Linked DNA regions of Mus musculus: all the other regions are linked to region 1. A link is a contact called in public Hi-C, HiChIP or PLAC-seq and promoter capture Hi-C data. All regions are on one chromosome and are shown on one strand. The core of a region is the stretch at or near the end of the contact, and the rest is flanking DNA. Distances in the headings are between cores, read along the strand shown.

The links. Promoter capture Hi-C pulls out the DNA fragments that hold promoters and counts their contacts. Hi-C and Micro-C count contacts between places; a contact is called where the count stands out from the background. HiChIP or PLAC-seq counts read pairs in DNA pulled down with a chosen protein or histone mark.
Region 2: a contact with region 1 is called in a promoter capture Hi-C map of the SN4741 cell line, with 2.6 times the contacts expected there. The contact joins the promoter of Twist2 here to the promoter of Per2 in region 1. A contact is called at or near these places in 9 of 39 promoter capture datasets (the 3T3-L1 cell line, 3T3-L1-derived adipocytes, the SN4741 cell line and 3 more), 2 of 484 Hi-C or Micro-C datasets (both in embryonic stem cells) and 1 of 115 datasets of contacts at active chromatin or transcription factors (pancreatic cancer cells).
Region 3: a FOXA1 HiChIP or PLAC-seq map of pancreatic cancer cells shows a contact between it and region 1. The contact joins the enhancer-like site here to the promoter of Per2 in region 1. A contact is called at or near these places in 1 of 484 Hi-C or Micro-C datasets (liver), 3 of 115 datasets of contacts at active chromatin or transcription factors (memory CD8 T cells, microglia and pancreatic cancer cells) and 1 of 9 other capture datasets (liver).
Region 4: a Hi-C map of CD8 T cells shows a contact between it and region 1, with 2.9 times the contacts expected there. The contact joins the promoter of Ramp1 here to the promoter of Per2 in region 1. A contact is called at or near these places in 5 of 39 promoter capture datasets (the 3T3-L1 cell line, the C10 cell line, the HPC-7 cell line and 1 more), 1 of 15 datasets of contacts at CTCF or cohesin (the NIH/3T3 cell line), 3 of 484 Hi-C or Micro-C datasets (CD8 T cells, embryonic stem cells and granulocyte-monocyte progenitors), 4 of 115 datasets of contacts at active chromatin or transcription factors (the HPC-7 cell line, memory CD8 T cells, pancreatic cancer cells and 1 more) and 1 of 9 other capture datasets (adipose tissue).
Region 5: a promoter capture Hi-C map of the 3T3-L1 cell line shows a contact between it and region 1, with 6 times the contacts expected there. The contact joins the enhancer-like site here to the promoter of Per2 in region 1. A contact is called at or near these places in 6 of 39 promoter capture datasets (the 3T3-L1 cell line, cranial neural crest, frontonasal cranial neural crest and 2 more), 2 of 115 datasets of contacts at active chromatin or transcription factors (forebrain and pancreatic cancer cells) and 1 of 9 other capture datasets (embryonic trunk).
Region 6: a promoter capture Hi-C map of the HPC-7 cell line shows a contact between it and region 1. The contact joins the promoter of Rbm44 here to the promoter of Per2 in region 1. A contact is called at or near these places in 4 of 39 promoter capture datasets (the C10 cell line, the HPC-7 cell line and hematopoietic stem and progenitor cells).

Annotation. Positions count from the first base shown.
Region 1 is chr1:91,457,868-91,460,912 of GRCm38.p6, reverse strand. Per2 (period circadian clock 2) reads left to right here and starts at 1,585. Exons shown (of 23, transcript NM_011066.3): 1 at 1,585-1,740.
Region 2 is chr1:91,799,968-91,803,233 of GRCm38.p6, reverse strand. Twist2 (twist basic helix-loop-helix transcription factor 2) reads right to left here and starts at 1,773. Exons shown (of 2, transcript NM_007855.3): 1 at 1,085-1,773. The coding sequence starts at 1,607. The coding sequence ends at 1,125.
Region 3 is chr1:91,093,909-91,097,310 of GRCm38.p6, reverse strand. The region is part of intron 12 of Lrrfip1 (leucine rich repeat (in FLII) interacting protein 1); the gene reads right to left. Among named protein-coding and RNA genes, the nearest start is that of Lrrfip1, 42 kb to the right of the region's middle. Within about 2 kb of position 1,435, at least 126 of the 459 cell types and tissues checked have an H3K27ac peak or open chromatin away from gene starts, as enhancers often do. A contact at or near this core is called in liver, memory CD8 T cells, microglia and 1 more, where this site is marked.
Region 4 is chr1:91,177,875-91,181,198 of GRCm38.p6, reverse strand. Ramp1 (receptor (calcitonin) activity modifying protein 1) reads right to left here and starts at 1,377. Exons shown (of 3, transcript NM_016894.3): 1 at 1,059-1,377. The coding sequence starts at 1,110.
Region 5 is chr1:91,963,037-91,966,342 of GRCm38.p6, reverse strand. It overlaps Hdac4 (histone deacetylase 4), which reads left to right. Exons shown (of 27, transcript NM_207225.2): 17 at 1,517-1,563. Among named protein-coding and RNA genes, the nearest start is that of Gm46242, 85 kb to the right of the region's middle. RefSeq lists an enhancer at 383-3,306. Within about 2 kb of position 1,657, at least 26 of the 459 cell types and tissues checked have an H3K27ac peak or open chromatin away from gene starts, as enhancers often do.
Region 6 is chr1:91,143,446-91,146,549 of GRCm38.p6, reverse strand. Rbm44 (RNA binding motif protein 44) reads right to left here and starts at 1,447. Exons shown (of 16, transcript NM_001033408.4): 1 at 1,381-1,447.

The DNA.
Region 1 (3,045 bases), core at 336-2,835:
CACCATTGCCGTCAATGTAAGCGAGGAAACAAAAGGCCCTTTGGGTGTGTGCAGGGTGCAGCTTGGCCCAGCTCTGCTCAGTGTTTGTGTGTGTTGGGGAGTGTGGTGAGGTGTCAGTGTCAGAGGAACCAGAGGTGCTGCCCTGCCCCCTGCAGTGTGAGTCAACATCTGGCTTCCCAGGGCTTCTTTGGAAAGGGCTGCTGAAATGAACTTAGTCTCTGCCCCCATCTGCATCTGAGGAATTGCATGCCTGTCCTGCCAGGCAGACAGAAAGAAGTAGCTCCCACACGGAATTCTTGAATGTGGGTTAGCCGGCTGTGTACACCAGCAGCTCAGTTTGTTAGCAGACTTCTGTTGCTAATGTTTGCCTCCTTTCCATTCCTGGTTCCTAGGACACCCCAGGGGAAGATTCAGAGTAGTGGATGCTACTAGGCTTCAAGTTCCCTGGCAATGACAAATGACCTTTTTACCCTTGGAAGACGTGACAAGCTTGCCTTCTCCATCACACCTTGCATGAGTCTTTAGGTTGTTCTCTGTCAGCCTCAAACCCGCTCCGAGGAAACTTCTACTCCCTCCTTTGACCCTTTGGACAGGAGCCTGAACGCTTTAGTAGGCTTCCAGACAGTGCTCTTGAAAGAACCAAATAGCTTCAACCAAGGTTCCACAGGGGCAGGGCTGTCCTATCACTGGAGGAGTACCCTCCCCTGACTAGCTAGTGTCTGTAGCTTCCACTTCAGAAAAGCCCTGCTGTTCCAGATGCACACCCCGCTTCCATAGTTCCTGTAAGGTTAATAAACTACACCACCGCATTTGGTTAAGCTTCCCTGTAGAACGTCAGTCTTCTCTCCCTATGTGATTGAGGGCAGGAAGAAATCACTTCTTTCCTTTGTATCTCTGCACGGCAATTATGACCTTATTTCCTGAATCAACACTAACTAGCAACACGCAGTTTCAGAAACAAGAAAGGCTAAGTGGGAGTTTTGTGCTTTGGCCCATCTGGAATGACGGTCAGCCTGGGGGGCCTGTCCTAGGGTCACCCAGCCTGTCCTGGGAAGGTGCTCAGCAGCAGATCCAGAGGGGCCGTCCTATTTGCCCTCAAGCGTCTCGCCATGAATGAATGAGAGGGGAAATGAATGAACTGGGCTGGATGAGCGAAAGGTGTCAGCAGAGAGCATTCTCGGTCCTTCGGATTACCGAGGCTGGTCACGTCGTCGCAGGTGATAGGCCGGTGGCCCTGGTCTCTGCCGGCTGTGAGTTGCGCAGCGGCCAAGCACCATTCCCCCGCGCCGCAGTGGTACGCGCCACTCCGGGGCTGCACGAGCGGGCCACCGCCGTGCCAGGTGAATGGAAGTCCCGCAGGCCGGAAGTGGACGAGCCTACTCGCCCGGGCGCGGGGGGGCGCAAGAGCGCGCAGCATCTTCATTGAGGAACCCGGGCGGCGAACATGGAGTTCCATGTGCGTCTTATGTAAAGAGAGCGACGGGCGTCTCCACCAATTGATGAGCGTAGCTCTCAGGTTCCGCCCCGCCAGTATGCAAATGAGGTGGCACTCCGACCAATGGCGCGCGCAGGGGCGGGCTCAGCGCGCGCGGTCACGTTTTCCACTATGTGACAGCGGAGGGCGACGCGGCGGCAGCGGCGCTACTGGGACTAGCGGCTCCGGGCGGCTGCGGCGCAGGCCGAGCGCACCAAGTGACGGGCCGAGCAAGGGACAGACGCGCGGGTTGACGCGGCGAAGCGGTGAGTGGCGCGGCGCTGGGCGGTGGCGCGGTGCTGGGCGGTGGCGCGGACCTGGACGGCCGTGGTCGTCTTACGTAACCGGCGGCTCGGACAGCTGGAGCTGGGGTCCTGAGCCAGGAGTTGCCGACTGTGCAAACGGCTGCAACTCGGCAGAATGTAGATGGAACTGCGCGGTGACCCTTTTCCAGGTTCACACTGCTGTCCCCATTTCTCAGGTTAGGCACTGAGGTCGGAGAGATTAGTTAGGCATCTTGTCCGAGGACACAGAGACATTGAGTGATCACGACACCAGACTGAGCACGCCGACTCCCATGGTGCTGTCCAAGGAAGCCAGGGTCAGTGCAAACTGTTCCTAGGATGGGTCCAGAGGGTCCCCTAAGGAGCTGGCTTCCTGCTATGAGTTCAGAGAGTCAAGTCTGGCCCTGGGGGAAGGACCACTGGTAGGCACTGACTCCCAGCGGTGGGAAAGGGGTTAAACAGAGAAATACCCAGTGCCAAGCCACACCTGCCCCTCCCCGCCCCTATGTCAGGGAGACCACTTTGTCCACCCACTTTGATTTCCGTGGCATCCTCCACGCCAGTATTTCCTGTCTCCAGATGGACTGGGAGTATGTCAGGAGAGGGGGGAGAGGTCCACTCTTAAGCTGGAGCAGTCACATCGTCATCCTTTGAGACATACCTTGGCTGCCAAGCACAGACATGGACCAAGAGGTGGGCGGTGGCCTGCTTCTTCTGCAAGAACCCTGGTTGCCAGGGTTTCTGTAACGTATACACAAGGAACCAGTTTGGAAAGCTGATTCATACGGAACAAGGGAGCCAGAAGGCTCCCTGGAAATCATCCAGGGTAACCCCTAGCTTGAAGAGGCACAGCCACAGGCTGGCAAGCTGTACCACTGTAAAAACCAGGCCTGGCAGTCTCAGGATCTGTTTCTCCTCCTTGGTCCACATGCTTACCAGAGGTGCAAACCTGAAGGGAAGCATGTCCACTCTGTCTTAGTCTCTGGAGTCTAGGTCGGATTCGTCTGATAACCAGAGTCTGTCTGCCTCAAGGCTTTAATTTAAAAAAGTCGGTTTTGTGTGTGTGTGTGTGTGTGTTTTAAGATATGGAAAGCACCACTTTGTGTACGTTGTTGGAATCTAAGAAAGCCAGGGACTCCTTTATTTTAATGGTAGCTGTACAGTGTGCCCGAATGGAATGGTACTGTGGGTGGCTGCAGTTATCTGTCACTGTCATCTTGGTGTGATTCATTGGTACATAAGTGGCGCAGCTCAGGCTGTGTGTGGAGGCTGGAGTACTGAGCAATG
Region 2 (3,266 bases), core at 524-3,023, 340 kb before region 1:
CTTTCATTTAAAAAAAAACACACAAGATGCATGAAAAACGAAGGAAAATTAAGTGGGAAGAATTTTCTATACCACGCTCCCCTCGAAGATCTAAGCAAGGCCTCAGGGAAGCAGAGCCTGCAGGATACTGCCCCTGGGGCTGCCTGGGGATTTGGGATGTGTCTGCTAAGCAGCGGGTGCAGGACATGATAAACGCTCTCTGAAACACCAATCCGGTGCTCAGCTGTGCTGAGCTGCCTTCTTCCCAGGCAAGGCCCTGCTCACACTGCTTCTTCATCCACACCCACCGCACACTCAGACCTGTTACCCAGCCTGAATCCCTTGCCTCTGTGTCTTTCCAAGTTCAAGGATGGTGGTACTTAAGCACACAACTCTAAATACGATCCACCTGCTTGCAGGCAGCCAGAGACTCCAAGCCGCTACATCCACCCAGGCCTGGGCGCTTGAGGGTTCCATACTTTTGGGGCGACAAGGGTCTACTGCATTCTTGGCGCCCAGAGATTTGCTCCTCTGTGAACCTGGAGCCCCAGCGCTGAACAGAAACCTCTCTGCCGCGCCAGGGGCCAGCATCATCTTACGTACTGAGCCGGCTAGGGCTTGAACGCCCTAGCATCCAAGGCGCGGGCCGGAACTGCGGATCAGAAAGAGCGGATTGTCTGTACCACGCGTGGGCTCCTCAGCTCCATAGAATGAGCGCGAGGCAACAGGTCGGCCACAACCCAGCGGGCATCGCATCTCCTGGCCTCCGCTGGCCTAAGGAAGACGTTTTGACAACCGCTCCCCACAGAGTCACCCACAGATACCCATCCACCAAAAATGAAAAGTGACCATTTGTCCAATAAGTGTATTTGGACCCTGATGGGGAACCACAGGCGGGTGGATTCCGAACGGATACCCTTGGCAAAAGACCTTGGGCGTGCCCCCGGGGTAGGAGAGTTTTCTCAGGTCGCGCCAACCCTTGCAGGGTGAGGAAGCTCACCCCATCCCTGTGCGGTTGCCTGAGGTACCTTCACGAGGAGAGATACACTGGCCCGTCCGCCCACCCACCCGTGCGTCGTGGATGCCCACCACACGCAGCACCTACCCTGGCTTGCGGCTCCGGAGGTGGATGGCACGGCGCGGCGCTAGTGGGAGGCGGACATGGACCACGCGCCCTCCATGCGCCACACGGAGAAGGCGTAGCTGAGACGCTCGTGAGCCACGTAGCTGCAGCTGGTCATCTTATTGTCCATCTCGTCGCTCTGGAGAACCTGGTAGAGGAAGTCTATGTACCTGGCGGCCAGCTTGAGCGTCTGGATCTTGCTGAGCTTGTCAGAGGGGAGCGTGGGGATGATCTTGCGCAGCGCGGCGAAGGCCTCGTTGAGCGACTGGGTGCGCTGGCGCTCGCGCACGTTGGCCAGGATGCGCTGGCTCTGCAGCTCCTCGAAAGACTGCGCGCTCGGGCTGCCCTTCTTGCCGCGCTTACCCGGGGTCGGGCTGCCATCTTCGCTCGATTTCTTGCTGTAGCGCCGCTTCCGGCCGAAGCGCTTGGGCTGCCTCTCCAGCTCTTCCTCACTGGTGCCCAGACTGTCCACGGGGGACACCGGCGAGCTGGAGCCCTCCTCCATGGCGCCCGCCCGGCGCGCGTGGGGCTGGGGGGCGCCGAGCGCACGCCACTGGCCAAGCCCGCGGCCGCCGAGCACAGGCTCCCGGGTCGCTCTCAAAGGCTCTGATTTCGAGGCCGGCTTGTGCAAAACCGAGGTCTCCGGGAGAGGAAGTTATTCTAACTTTTTTGGAAACTCTATCCCGGCTGGGTTGCTAAATAGCTGTCAGGAGCGAGGGCGGCGCGCTGATTGGCCACCGTGGCCAGGGGCAGGACAAATTCTGGGGCCTTCGCCGGCCGCCCCCGCCCCCCCCCCCCCCCCCGGGCGGCACTTTCAGTTTTGTCTCCGCTTTTTTCGGCCCTGACTGTGGCCCGCATCTCGGAGGCCAGATCCGCGCGCTCAGCCTGCGCTCCTACCCCAGGCGCGGGCCGCTAATCAGCGGTGCTGACCTCTAAGTTCAACGGTGCCTGCCTTTGTCTGAGTCTCCTGGAGCAGATTTGGCCCTGCCAGGGTTCAGGGTCTCTGCGAGGGGTGGAGGAGGCAAGTCCAAGCCCAGATGTGCTCCGTGGACCAAGGACGCAGCTGGGAGCCTCTTGGGGCGCGCACTGAGACCTCCGGCGTCTGCAACGCGATCCTGCCCGCAGTGAGTGGAGCTGTGCAGGCAGAGTGCCACGACCCGGGGCAGGGCAGATACTCGCCTGTTGGCAGAGATGTCCACCCCCACGATCTCGCCTCTAGGATCTATAGAGACGCCGCCCGGCTCGGGCCAGTATGCAAGTTGGAGATCCTTTTTCAATCCCGATTTTCTGGGCTACTTCAGCCTGGACACGTTTTCAGAACCTGCCCCCTAAATGCTTTATAGCTTAGGCATCACAGCGAGCCTCTGCGGGAGCGCCCATGTGCCCGCCATGCCTGCCTACCTGACCTTGCCCTGAGTGTTGGATCCCGGTTTGGGGTTCAGCCTCAGCCTCTGTACTGTGCTTCACTTGCAGGCGGGTGGTGGGCCCAGAACACTGAGACTAGGGAGAGGCTGAACCTGTCTGAAGTCCCCTGCCCTGGGCACTGATGGGCAGGGCAGGAGGGCTCAGGATTGCAGAACATTGGGCCAGGCCTTGGTGAACAGACATCACGGATCCCGGCCCTTTGCCATCTGGACTCTGAGCGCCGAGCGCCAGCCAGCGCGTTTGAAGTGCTTGGGGTCTCTTTGTTCGCCAGGCCGCTCTAGCTGGGGCCTGGAGGTGGTTTACAGCTTCCTTGCCTTTGAACCTATTCCCAGGTGACCCGGGCTCAACTAGGCCAGGCTTGAGCATGGCTGTCAGAGAAGCCCTGTGATCAAGGGCTAACTAGGTCTTATTGAAGTTGAACCTGAGGCCAGAGACTGCTACAGCCTCAGCCACTCCTGGGGGCAGTGGGGAGGGCCCCCGATGTGGGGCCCTCGGGTTGAGACCACTGTCTAAGGAGCTGGAAGAGCTGTGTATGCCACTTCTTGCCCCCTCACCAAAGGCCTGGGCTCTCCACCTTTGGGGACATGCAACACGCACCACTGGAACAATGCTCTGTGGAGAGCAGGCCCACTCACAGAGGACTGTCACAGCTCTGTGGCTCCTTAAACATTCTCAGGCTTCAGAAGGGTAGTTAAAGGTCTCCTTCAGCCACAGTGCCCATTGCCAGGCTGACTTGCCT
Region 3 (3,402 bases), core at 186-2,685, 360 kb after region 1:
AAAAATATGGGGGGGGGGTGCGCGCGCATGTGTGCACTTCCTACATTTCTTTCTGTGGCTTTCCAACCAAAAGCAACTTGGGAAGGAAAAGCTTTATCTGGCTTGCACCCCCCAGGACACAGTCTGCCATAGAGGGGGCACCAGGGCAGGAACTTGGAGGTAGGAACCATGGCTAGCTTTTTTATAAAACCCAGGACTGTCTAGGGATGGTATCGCCTACAGTAGGCAGCACCCCCTACAGCAATTAAAATCATCTTTTACAGACCAACATGGTAAAGACAATTACTCCATTGAGACTCTGGTTTCAGGTGATTCTAGGCTGTGCTGACAGTTAACACTAATTAGGATGGAAAGGCTAAGTGGAGGTGGGGACGGAGTTACAGAAGAATGGGAGTGGAGTGGGGAGTGGTGCTGGAATGAGGTGGAACTCCGTCCCCTGCCACTTACATTCGGGCTGATGCATCTTGGCTCTCCTAAGAATTGTATCATTGGGAGCCCCAAACCTTTAGTCTTAGCCCTTGCAGTAGCCTATGGACACAGAGGTATATTCACGTTTTTAAAGGGGAATGAACCATCACTTCCTTTGTTTGGTGACTTTTACTCTTCGGTTGCACCACCCTGCCCCCAGTGTGTAGCACTGCCTCACTTCCTGTCTGACAGATGCAAGATGCAAAGCCTTGAGGGCTGCAGCTGACTTTTGCATTTTCTTCTGTCTTTGGCTCCTGGTAATTACTCCTGGTGAAATACTAAGCCGGGGGTATTTTCCAAGAACCAATATGGACACCAAAAACTATGTCCTATTATGGCTGGGGCAGCTCAAACCAAGCAAAAACATATGCCTTTCAGGGGGCTACTTCATCTGAAGGAGTTTATTTCTGCCTACTTGCCCCAAGTCAGGAGCAGGAGCTGTGACGTGGTGTTAACTCCATCTTTTAACCCCTGCCTTGCTGCACATCCTACTGCATGGGTCTCCCACAGAGGCCAGGATGGAGAGGTCACTGTATCCTTGTTTGTTCCAAGGACAGAGGGTGACAAACCCAGCATCTTGGTGCCTAAAAAAGCATAAAGAAAGAATAGAATCAGCCCTGTTGTTTCTAAGATTCAGGTCCAGCATTAACATAATGCTTTTCTGTGTCCCAGGGCTATGTATGCACTGGGAAGGTGGGTGTGCAATTTGGATCGGCTTTTAACAAAGTGTCAATGAAGCATGTCCAGCTTTGCTGGTGGGAAGAAACCCAGAAGCTCCTGTTCAGACTTGTGGGTCTTCCTGCCTGAGAGGGAGGAGTAGTCAGGAGCAGGCCTGGGAGAGGGACCTGGCAAAGGCTAGTGACCCTCCCACTGACTGAAGAATTTCCTGGAGGCTGCCCTGCATTTGCAGAGGGGTCACTGCACCTGAGAACCATACCCAGGAGGCTCCCCAGTTAGTGTGGAGGTACCTGGCTGTTGTGAGGTGCCAGGTTGAGTTGGGAGGCCAGCCAGTTTTCCACACATCTTTGCGCTGACCTTTGCTCACTAAATGACAACAGAAATAATGATCGAAAGATCTTTAGGGCAACAAATAAACAAACAGGTGACTGGAGAAGGGGAGGGGGGACATCTACTGATTATCTCTGCAACAGACTTAGCAGCCTTCACCGGAGGGAATACAGAGCTCTGCTGGATTGATGCATTTCTCACAGTAGCACAGAAGGGAAAGTATGACCACACCTCCAGTTCCCCACATCACAGAGATCACTTCTCTTGCCTCACAGGCTGCAGAGACCAAGACATACAATGCATGCCTCTGTGAGGAAATAACAGCCAAACTTGTTTCATGTGTGTAAATTTTCCACAGATCTGGAAAGTGCACACACAACAAAAGGATCCGAATCTGACTTCAGTCTTTCCAGTCACAGAAACCATGAACATTCCCACATCATGACCTCATCTTGATACTTAAATAAATCCAAGGGCCACGCCTAGTGATGACAAATCAGCCACCCCAGACAGTCATTGCTGGGGCAGCGGGGTGGGGTGGGGTGGGGTGGGGTGGGGTGGAGGAGGTGTTGTTAAGAATCTTTGAAAGTAAAGCTACAAACTTCTTTTGATTGCAAACACTCCACTTATTCCTCAAGTGTACAGTTGACTATTACGCACAAGAAAGAGGATTCTACACTAAAACAAATCCAATGAGCTCATCTATGCAAGTGCTGTATCTTGGGTCTGCTGCATTCTGGGATGCAGGAACCAATCCTGGGCAGTATAGTGTTCAGGAACTGAGTTCTAAACTATGTATTTATGTCTGAGCCCAGCAAAAGAGATTGGCCTGGACTGTCTGCACTTTCCACTCATGGCTTTCAAAATGTGGGCCTCCCTCCACCCACACTGATGCTATAGCCTGGGTGTGTCTCCCTACCACAGCCAAAACTGTCTGGTCAGGTGTGGTGCATATGATACACCTGTAGCCTCAGCACTTGGGATGTGGAAGCAGTCGGGATAGGAATTCAAAGATATCTTCAACTATATAGTGAATTCAAGGCCATTTGGGGATAGAAGAAAAAAACCAAGGGGCTGGGGAGGTGGCTCAGTTGGTAAAGTATTTGCTATGAGGCATGATGAGGACCTGAGTTTAATCTCTAGCAACACATTTTAAAAAGAAGAAGAGGGACGAGGAGAAGGAAGAAGAAGAGGAGGAAGAAGAGAAGAAAGAGGAAGAGGAGAGAGAGGAGGAAGAGGGAAGAAGAGGAGGAAGAAGAGGAAGAGGAGGAGGAGCAGGAGGAGGAGGAAGAGGAGGAGGGTGGGGGAAGAAGAGTAGGAGGAGGAAGCGGCAGCAGTAGAGGCAGCAGCTGGCTTTGTGGTATACAGCTGTAATTCCAGCATCCATGTAGGAGTATTCCGGGTACTTGCTGACTAGCCAGAAAATCAGCAAGAACCAGGCCTGGTGAGAAGCTCTGTCCCAAAATATTTATGTTAACAGCAATAGAGCAAGATAGCAGATATCTCCCCACACATCCCACAACCATACACAAAATAATTCCTTGGTTAGATAATGTTAAAGTAGCCTCAAAGGAAGCCACCGATCGGGTGACGAACTGTGTTCTTTGGCCTTGGTTCCTTCTGCCATGTCTGGCATGTGGTGAGCCACAGATAGGAGAGAAGGGTCCCAGTGACACTTTCTAAGCAGTTTTCGAGCAAATGTGACACCAGGTAACCTAAGCAGTAATGAGAACAGCAAGACACTTCCAGGCTTGTACTTTAAAACTTGTCAGGGTCTGATCTGATAACCTCATTACTTTAAAGGCCATGCTAAATTCCGGAGTTAAGCCTCCAAAATTTTAAATTGTAAAAAATAGTACATGTACACCTGTAGCCACAGTCTATGTATGCTACAGCCCAGCATGGACTCTCCCTCTCAAGCCTCAT
Region 4 (3,324 bases), core at 128-2,627, 280 kb after region 1:
ATCTGAACATAGCCAAAGACAGCAACATTATTATAAGGTTTTGATTTTCACGCAAGTTTAGCCAACACATATAAGGGGCAAATCCACCTTTAGATTCTATTACACAGAAACAGATTTTTAAAGTGTAGATCTGGCACTCCCTGGCAAGGATTAAAAACAGGAGAGCTCTGCCCTGCAAACGGTAGGTGTCCAGTGCTGTTCCTGCCCAGTCACCGGGGACAGGCCACACTGCCCCAAGCTGCTTCCTTGGCTATAAACAGCACTAGTGGGCAGCCTTTGCCACCACCAGAGCCTGTGCAGCAGGTGCCTCTGACCAATACCATGGGTATGGGAAAAGACCACAAGAATCATCAAGCCACAGGCCCTTCCAGGGACACTGGACCGACTCTTTGTTTGCTTTCGTTAAAATGTAGCTATGTACCTGAATTATGTCCAAGAGGTATGACAGCCCCGGGTCCTGAGAACGTTACAGACAAGGGAACTGAGATGGGCAGTTTCTTGTTAGTCACCCCTGGGCTACAGTTTCTGATCAATCTAAAACAAAATCCCAAGCAAGTCTGCCACCTCTAATATTTATTAGCCACACACGCCAACAACAACCACCCTTCACCCCTAGCCTCCCACCCTCCGTGGAAATAATAGTCTCAACCAGCAACTGTTGTAGGTGAGAGTCAGGCTTCCAGTTGTCCTTAGTGTCCGGATCCCTAAGCTGTGGCTCTGGTTGAAGACTGCACATCTGTAAGCTGCTTCTGGCTCAGGGAGCTTGCATCAGTTTGGAGAACTGAAGTGCCGACAGGGGAACCCCGCGACCCTATCCCTCCCGGAAAGCAAGCTGCCCATTGTATGATCAAAAGTTGCTGATGCCTTCGGATGGCCCGCTGGATGATGTGCCCAAGCCACCTCGTCTCCGTGGCAGCGTAAGGTGGTGCAGCGCCCCCTCCCCCGCCCCCATCACCACTCTACTGTCTTGCCCAGACCCCATGCCCTGAGTAAGGTGCGTTCAGGTGCTGCCCTCCCGGCCCCAGGTCACCACCAACGCTGCAGCCCGGGCTACTCACCCAGCAGCAGCCAGAGGCCGCACCGCGGGAGGCCCCGCAGGCCCGGGGCCATGGCAAGCAGAGCCCCACCGTCCCAGCGCCTTGCCGAGCTCTGCGCCCGCTGGAGACGCGCCGGGGGCGGGAGCTAAGGAGAGACCGCGCCCGGCCCACTGCGGCTCCCACGCCCGCGGCTGTCGAGGGCGGAAGCTGGCGGGCGGCACCTGAGGCTGGAGCGCGGCTGGGACTAGAGGGGAGCCTCCTGGAATGTCTGCAGGGCCGGATGGGCTTGGAGGGTCTCCAGGTCCCCAAACTCAGCACCTCGCTCTGACGGCTGGGTTCCTCAGCTATCCTGTGGGCTCTGCAAACACCCCGTGGTCCCATCTCCTTTTCCCCGTGGGGTGCTGGAGTGGTGTGGCCAAAACCAGCCCTGACAACCAACGTCTGTAGGACAAGAAGTGGAACCTCAGGAAAGATGGTCAGTGGGAACAAGGCTCCTTGGAGGGACAAAGGTGTGCTTGACAGCAGGTGGTGACAAGCCAGGGTAGGGTAGCAGAGTCCATGAATACCGAATTTAGGGACAAAAGGAATTGCTAGGTAAAAAGGTGAGACTTCCGTTGGGGTTGGCTACTGGCCATGACTCTACACAGGATGGACCAGTAGTGGTAAGGGAGACTTGGGTGTGTGAATATGAGCAAGAAAGGCCATGTAACACCGGCAAGCTGAGAACCCTGGGGCAGATACCCCAAGTACAGGCTAGGCCTGACCTGGAGAGTCATGGATGCAGCAGCTCAGACTAACTGAGCAGGTCTGCACTCTGCACGCTGCAGGTGAGCAGACTATCACTGGCCCCATACACTGGCAGAGACTTCACTCAGGTTTACAATACTGGTGGGTGAGCAGCGTTCCTCACAGCAAGGGGAACAAGGCTAGAGGCTGCTGCCACCTTCTGGCCAAGCGCTCAGGACCCTTAACAGCAACCTGGTATTCATCCTGAACACAGGCCAAGCCGACATTTGGGGTTCATAAACCTATGTCTTGGGGACCCCACATGTCCTAAAGTCAAGGGGACATGGGGAAGGGAACACATTCTTTTGGCTTGGCTAGCCCTTCGTTTTGAACCTTATGAAGCCCTGCCAGGAGGCCAGCCTCCTTTCATGGACAGACATGGGAGTACGGGCAAGTCATGGCTGGAAAGCAGCTGAGCCCTGCCTCATTCAGTCCTTCCTTTCATGTCTGCAGCTCAGAATCTAGGCTGTGAGGCTCCCCAGTAATTGCCCTGAGTTTCTCCCAATTCACACAGAAAGGATGCAACTCGTTGACACCCGGCCTTAGTGTGGCTGCCCTAGGACTGCAGGTTGGCATCTTCAGTCTGTGAGATTTGCTCACTTCTAACTGGTCATCAGCAGCATTGGATCCCCTCTCACATGGGCATGTGCTGACACTGCGTTAAAAGACTGTCAGAGGGAGAGAGGCATTAAGGTAGAAGTCAGCAGGTCTACTTCTGTACAACACCTTCAGTGGATACAGTTCCCATTTATACACGGAAAAGTAACCAGACCTCAGCAATTGCCACAGTAGACAGTTCAGGGAGCCCTGAGAACAAGAAATCAAGGCAGCCTGGGGCTGCCTACTAAGTTTCCAGACTTCAGCAGGATGAGGGAAGCCATAGTCCAGAAACCAATCTAAGAAACAGAGAGAACGCCTCGGGAAGACATCTGAGAGAGGCAGAGGGCAGGCTTCACACTGTACGTAAGGACACTCCCTGAAGTGCACAGCAGCAGCAGCAGAGCATGTGCACACACAGTCTGGAGCAGCCCAGCTTCCGCTACCGTAGAGGGAAACAAACTGTGCTCAGAGCAGCTGAGAGCGAGCAGGACTAGCCTTAGGCATCAGAGGAAAAGAACCGCTGCTGTCCCAGGGCAGCCTGAAGGAGCGGGACAGCAAGAAGCGAGACCACACAGCATACGGCAACACGTAACCACCACAGCCACACAGGGCTATAAAAACAAAAGGACAAAGAATACTAGAACCATGACCCCACTTTGAGGGGCCTAACTTATGCAACTGTAGTCCCGGAGGAAGAGTGTGAAAGACACCCACAGGGCTACAAACCCAAGAATATCAATAACCCCCAGATAGAAAAAGACTGATCAGGAGAACTGCTGTTGGAGTTCGTCAAAAGACCTTTACTCACAAGGACCACAGAGACCGCCGCCATCGCTGCAAAACGCATGAGGATTTTTATTGATCCAACATGTTAGGGACTCCCCTCTTTCTTTCTTTCTTT
Region 5 (3,306 bases), core at 408-2,907, 510 kb before region 1:
TGTACAAAGGCCATTTGTAGTTCTTCACTGATGTGCCTTTCCACATAGGACTGAAGTGAGTGGCAGGTGTGGTGGGCTGGATGCCATCCCTAGAGACAAGGAGGGGCCTAACAGCCGTGCTGGAGAGGAGAACCTGGCGTGGGTGACTCTAAAGCAGGCTAAGCAGACCTCTGAAAGCCTGGCTCTCACAGAGAGTGTGAGTTACCTCTCCTACCTCATCCACACCCTAAAACATCAGCCCTCCTTCTGCTGTGAGTGGACATAGTCCTTAAGGCTAGACGTCATGCGCGTTGTGCAGCCTGATTGAAGCAGTTGTGACCCCAAACCACCAACAGCTAGAGCTAGGCTGTGGCCCAAGCTGGCATGATGACATGAAAGATAATCAGTCTAGAGCAGGGACCCTTGAATAAACTAACAATAGACACCCAAGCTCATCCTTGTCATGAACAGGATGCCCTACCTCCTACTCAAGTGTGCTTTCTGTGCTTAATAGAGGATAAAGTTCCCTTGTCCTTTTTTGCTGGCTGGATTATGAACATGACAATATTCCAGTGATTGACATCTATAACATACACAGTGTTGGCTATAATTTCAAAGGGAGATATACTTCCATAGCCCTGGCTACCACATAAGCAGTATGCATTTCCTGAAGGAAGTCTCAGTGTCTGGGCAGAGGAGCTCTCCATCCCCCACATGGCCAACTCTTAACCCCCTGGAGATTCCCCTCTGCTGCAAGAACCTAAGTATGCAAAGCTTAAAACATTTGAATTTGTTGCCCACCTCTCACTGAAGGAAAGATGGATTTACTGTTCCTGTTCTGCCTCCCATGTTTTTATATGCAAATAAAGACCAAGACCTGGACCTAGGCTGTGGGTGTTCGTCCATTTAAGGAGAATGGCAGGGATAGTAAGAAGCTGGCCCAGGCAGGAACCAAGTGCCCTAGCCATCAAGAAACAATAGGAAGTGGAAGGCCACACAGAGCTGTGAATTTGAGGACTCATAGTAGCAGGAAATATGCAGGCATGTCCTTGTTCCTGCACTGTCCATAATGGCTTAGTGCATTTAGCTGCAGGCCAGGAGTGGGCGAGTTTACTCAGATCCATGCTAGGAACTCCAGCCAGATATGTAAACACAACCAGCCTCCCCTAACCCCTAGATCTGCCAGCCCTCAACAGAAGAGGTTCTGTTCTGTAATAGGAACACTGTCAGGTACAAACAAGCTCCCCTACCCACAAGATGTATGGGCAGCATGGTGTCTGGACTGTGCAAGGCTGTGCCAACTCCTCAGGGGCCCACTCCCACCTCCTGTGGCTGCCTACCCATAAAACGCTGCTTCCTTTCAGACTCTGGCAGAGCCACTCTCCTTGCCCTTGCTGCCTGGTGGTAGAGTCTTGCAGCAGAGCCTGTGGGACTCTAAGAACCAGTCTTGTCCTAGGGTCCACAGCATGCTTTTCAGACTGGGCACTCACAGAGCCAGTGCTACCCTGATCTTCTGACCCTGTCCTTCTCCCCACAGGCTCGCTGACCTCAGTGTTCGTCAGGCTTCCTTGTGGTGGTGTTGGGGTAAGCATTTCTTTAATGTGTAAATAATGTCCTGTTTGTTCTCAGGGCCTCAGTGGTCACAGAAATCATTGCCTTGCTCTCTCGAGTGGGTAATGGCTGCCAGGTGTTTTCCATAAACAGTACTATGGGGTGGGCGGGGCCATCTGGGGCTTCAAAGGGACTGAGAGCGTTTTTGGTTTTTTTTGGTTTTTTTGTTTTTTTTGTTTTTTTTGTTTTTTTTTCACGGAACTCAGGCACCTTTCTTTGGGGAAGGTTGTCTAACAATGCATCTTACTAGGCCACAGCTCTTACGCACCTCATGTGTACACTGTGCCTCATGGCGTACGTTCACAGCAGTGCTACATGCTTGTCCATACAGGCCACAGAGGCCTCTTAGGGAATTGTGGACTTTTCTTGCCACGCTCTAGTTTGTACTCCAGATAGTTTTCTGTGCAGTGACCAGAGCATCCATGGGTCAGATGACATTTGTAAGACATTCTCTGGTTTATGGTGGCCTTGCATTTCTATAACCAGGTGATACGAGTAGCTAGTCACTTGGAGAACAGACTCAGACACACAAATGACAAAAAACTAGGCAGCCGTCAAGATATCTACTCCACCTGTGTAGACAGCCTTAGCTTGTGCTGCCAAATTGGCCTCAGGAGGCAGAGGTTCTGCAGTACTCTTGTCCCCTGGGATAAGAGAGTGGGACCAAGCCTCCTGTCTGATCTTCTGACCTTCAGAGTCACAACAGCGCCTGGTGTGTTGGGCCAACACATGGCCAAACTTGTCCTAGCAAAACCTGTGCTGTGTTTGATCACAGATTGTGAGGTGAAGCTGAGGTCTGGATTCTGTTATGGAAATGAAACAAAATTGTTTTCTTCCTGAGTCTTTACAGAAATCGCTGCTTTGAAAATTGCCCCGTCAGAAAGAGAATGATGGCATCTATTCATACTACCACCAAGCTCTCCTGGAGTTATTTTGTTTTGTATTGTAAATAGGCTGCAATCTCTTAATTCAGGGCAAATTTTTGGCCCAACTTGAAAAGATTTGGATTTGCACTGCCCTGCAGCCAGAGGGTCCTGTGCGAGGCAGCATTTATAATTTGCAAATGAAAACTAAATGCAAGCTCAGACCTAGGGGTCAAACCCAGGCAGACTCCTGCACAACTAACCCCAGATCTGAGGTCCAACCGGCATGCCAAATGAATGCAGGCGTACTGAACAGATGTGAGGGGAGCCCATGGGGCCCAGCCTGCAGAAGGGAGGCCCAGAGGCAGCAAGGCAGCCCAGAAGCTCTGACTTAGTGTCTCTTTGGGTCTCTGCTACAGCCATGGACTCAGTTTTCCTCCCAAGATTTCCAGGGCTCGCTCCCCCTCCACCCACTGAGGTGTCAGAAAGAGCAGTGCAGATGCTATGGGAAATCTGAGACCTGTGTGGGATGAGGAGTGGGGACCTAAGGGCAGGCCCCTCTGTACCTGGAAGCAGCTTCCCATTGCCAGTTCTGTCATATGGTAGTTCTTTTAGAATGTAAAAAACCAATCCTTATTCGCTCTGTTAAGTAAAAGTTTGAAATACTTTTGATCTTTTTTTTCCAAACCAAATAAAAACTCTTCTGTTTTGTTCACCTCATTATTGTGAACTTGAGACTAGTAAAGGCCTGTGTCTTTGACTTCCTGCTCCTGCCCTGCCCTGCCTGGAAATGTAGGCTGGCTTCTGCTGGCTTCTACCTCCTCCGACTGCAACTTGAGCCCCTCATTCCCAG
Region 6 (3,104 bases), core at 198-2,697, 310 kb after region 1:
TCTATCTACACTCAGGAGGCAGAACTCGATGAATCTGAGGCCAGCCTGAATCTCAGAATGAATTCCAGGTCAGTCAGAGCAACATCCTAAGACCCTGTCTACCCAAAATAAACAACAAAACCAAAACAATAAAAGATGTTACTTCCTTAAGATTTGGAAATGAAGCATCACATTCATAAAAGTCTCTGGGTGAAATAAATCACAATGGAAATCATAAAACATTTTGAAATTTAGTATGTAGTATGCAGCTAAAATAGCACTCATTTACAGCTTTAGGGGTTGGGCACTCTAAGTCAGTGGTAGACTGACCACTTGCCTAACACATCTCATGCAGCAAACCTGGGTTCAAGAACCAGCACACACCATCAATAGAAAATAGTATTGAATCCTTTCACTACAAAAGATTTACCAGAAATGCCTGAAGGTTCTGAAGAAACAAGAAACCAGGCATGTGCTGGAGAGACGGCCCAGTGGTTAGGCGCACTTATTGCTCTATGACGGTGCAAGTGGGATTCCCAGCACCCACAGTGGGTGACTCAGAACCAAAGTCCAGCTCAGGACTGATGGCCTCTTCTGTTCTCTGCGGGCAATCGTGCATGCAAACAAGACAAAAGTTGTTTCTTAAAAACAAATGGAATTGATACTCTTTATAAGACTTGGTCTGAGAAAACATAAACCACTAACCTATTGGCAATATTAAAGCGATAATAGAGGATTAAAACACTTTCTCTAACAAATCTGACAACTCTTCAATGGTCTCTTAGCACCTAAGGAAATTAAATCTCTATTTACAAACTTCTCCTCAAAGAAAATGACAGGTGTGGATTGCTGATGAATCCTTATAATCAAGAGATAAACCCAGGATTTTATCTTATGATGTGAGGAAAAAGGCAAGACTTACCAGCATGTTTTTTTTTTCTTTTACCAGAACTAGCATAGTCATTTTTTTTCTTTTTTAATCAGATACGTGTACTGATGTGTGCCTGCGTGTCTGTATGTGCACCATGTGTGTGCAGACGCCAGAGAACAACCTTTGACCTCAGTGACAACACTGTCACTGAGTGCCCACTTGTCTCTTTAGTCACTCTCACAGTGCTTGTGGCGAGCCTGGGGACCTGGCTCAGTGGCAGAACCCTTGCCTAGCATGAAGGAGCCCCCTGGGTTCCATGCCCAGCACCTAACCAATAGGTGTGTCGATGCATAGGGTGACTTCCAGGCCAGCCTGCAAGAGCAAATTACTACCGTGGTGGTGGGATCAAAAAAATGCAACTGAGCGGGCACTTTGCTGCAGGGCAGCATAGGTCCGAACAGGCTCCTACCGGCCCCTGTTGCCCAGGGTGTGGGTGAGGCTAGGGTGTCTCGCCTCCATTCCGGGCTCACCGTAAGTGTCGTCTGTGTCCCTGCTGTCAACCTCTCCTCCAGGTTGCTCTCTCCTCCTCTACTTTCCAAGGAGTAGTGTCCCAGGGTTTAGCGGGTAACGGCTGCCGGAGGCCCACCCACCGCTCGAGGAGAGCTCCTATTGGCTGTGTAACAGGGTGGCTCCATGATTGGCCTGGTGGGGCTTAAATGCGCGGGAAGGAGCTGCACGGGGCTTGGATTGGACTCGCTGGGAGTATCTTCTCGCGAGACTTAAAAGGCGCTAAGCGGGTGAGTGCCTGTGGTTTGTAGAGCTGTGTGTGCCCTAGACATGGAACCCCGTGGCTTGCGCTTTGCTGCATCCTGCATCCTCTTTGCGGGGTGAGGGGGTCTAGAGTGGGGCACTTATTTGCCTCTGGGACAAAATGTATGGGCGTACAACAAAATTCAGAAAGCAAGAGATTGTTTCAGTACAATCATTAAAAACAAAAAAGTAACAGAAAAAGACTCAAAATGAGAAAATTATCCAAACCAGTATCCTTTTTTTTTTTTCTCCTCTCTTCCATTTTGGTCAGGTTGTAAACGGCTCCATGGAGAACACTGTTTGTGATCCTGTTTTTATTTAGTTTGGTATCATGGATCTCTTAGTATTCATTTTGATTTTTATATGACTGCATTAAAAGATTATTTGAGCCAGGCAGTGGTGGCGCACGCCTTTAATCCCAGCACTTGGGAGGCAGAGGCAGGTGGATTTCTGAGTTCGAGGCCAGCTTGGTCTACAAAGTGAGTTCCAGGACAGCCAGGGCTACACAGAGAAACCCTGTCTCAAAAACAAACAAACAAACAAAAAACAACAAAAAAACACAAAACAAAAGATTATTTGATTGCTGAGGTTTTAAATTTTCATTATATACATATTTTTTAAAGCTTTTTATTTGTAATTACGCCTATATGCGTGTTTCTCGGTGGGTAGGTACACGTTGAGTGCGCTGTCTTTAGGGGCCAGAAAAGGGCATGGAATTCTCTGAAGTTGGAGTTCATAGGAGGTTGTGAGCCCTGGTGGTCCTGGGATTCCAAATGGAGTCCTCTATGGGAACTGTATGTACTCTTAACCACTGAGCCATCTCTCTAGCCCCTCCCACATACATATTTTGTTTGTGTTCTCAGTACAGATACGGTAGATAATTTAAGCTTGCACAAAATTAGACGATCCAGGAGGACCAACATCTCAATAGCATCATAGGTGACTTTACTTGTCTGAACATAATTACCAAAGAGTAGTGGAGGCCCTTTCAATAAGGACAAAATGGGTTTAAACCTGGGTCTACCTTCAAACTGCTCCATCAGAGACAGAGGCCTCATTTATTCTTTTATTAATAAATTGATTTGCCAAACTCATATTGACCTACCAGCAGCTGGGTGCTGTTCAGTAATGAATTGGAGACTGTGAATAAGTTTGTGGGCCTGCACAGTGTCACCTTGCAGTAACTCAATTGCTCATGCAAGTCTCCTCTTACCTATAGTGAATTTGTGTTTAATTTCTGAAATCACCATTTCATTCAGAGATGCTACTGAGATAATTAAGTCTGGCATCTGTTCTGCAAATTGGTTCAGATGAGGCTGGACACTATACCTTGTCTGGGCAGGTGTCTAGTTCAGAGCGGTGGATGCCCTGTAGCTGTGGAAGTGTATGGGGAGGAAGGCACCCTGAGGACACTGCAGACCACGTTCTATACCCGGCTAGGAGC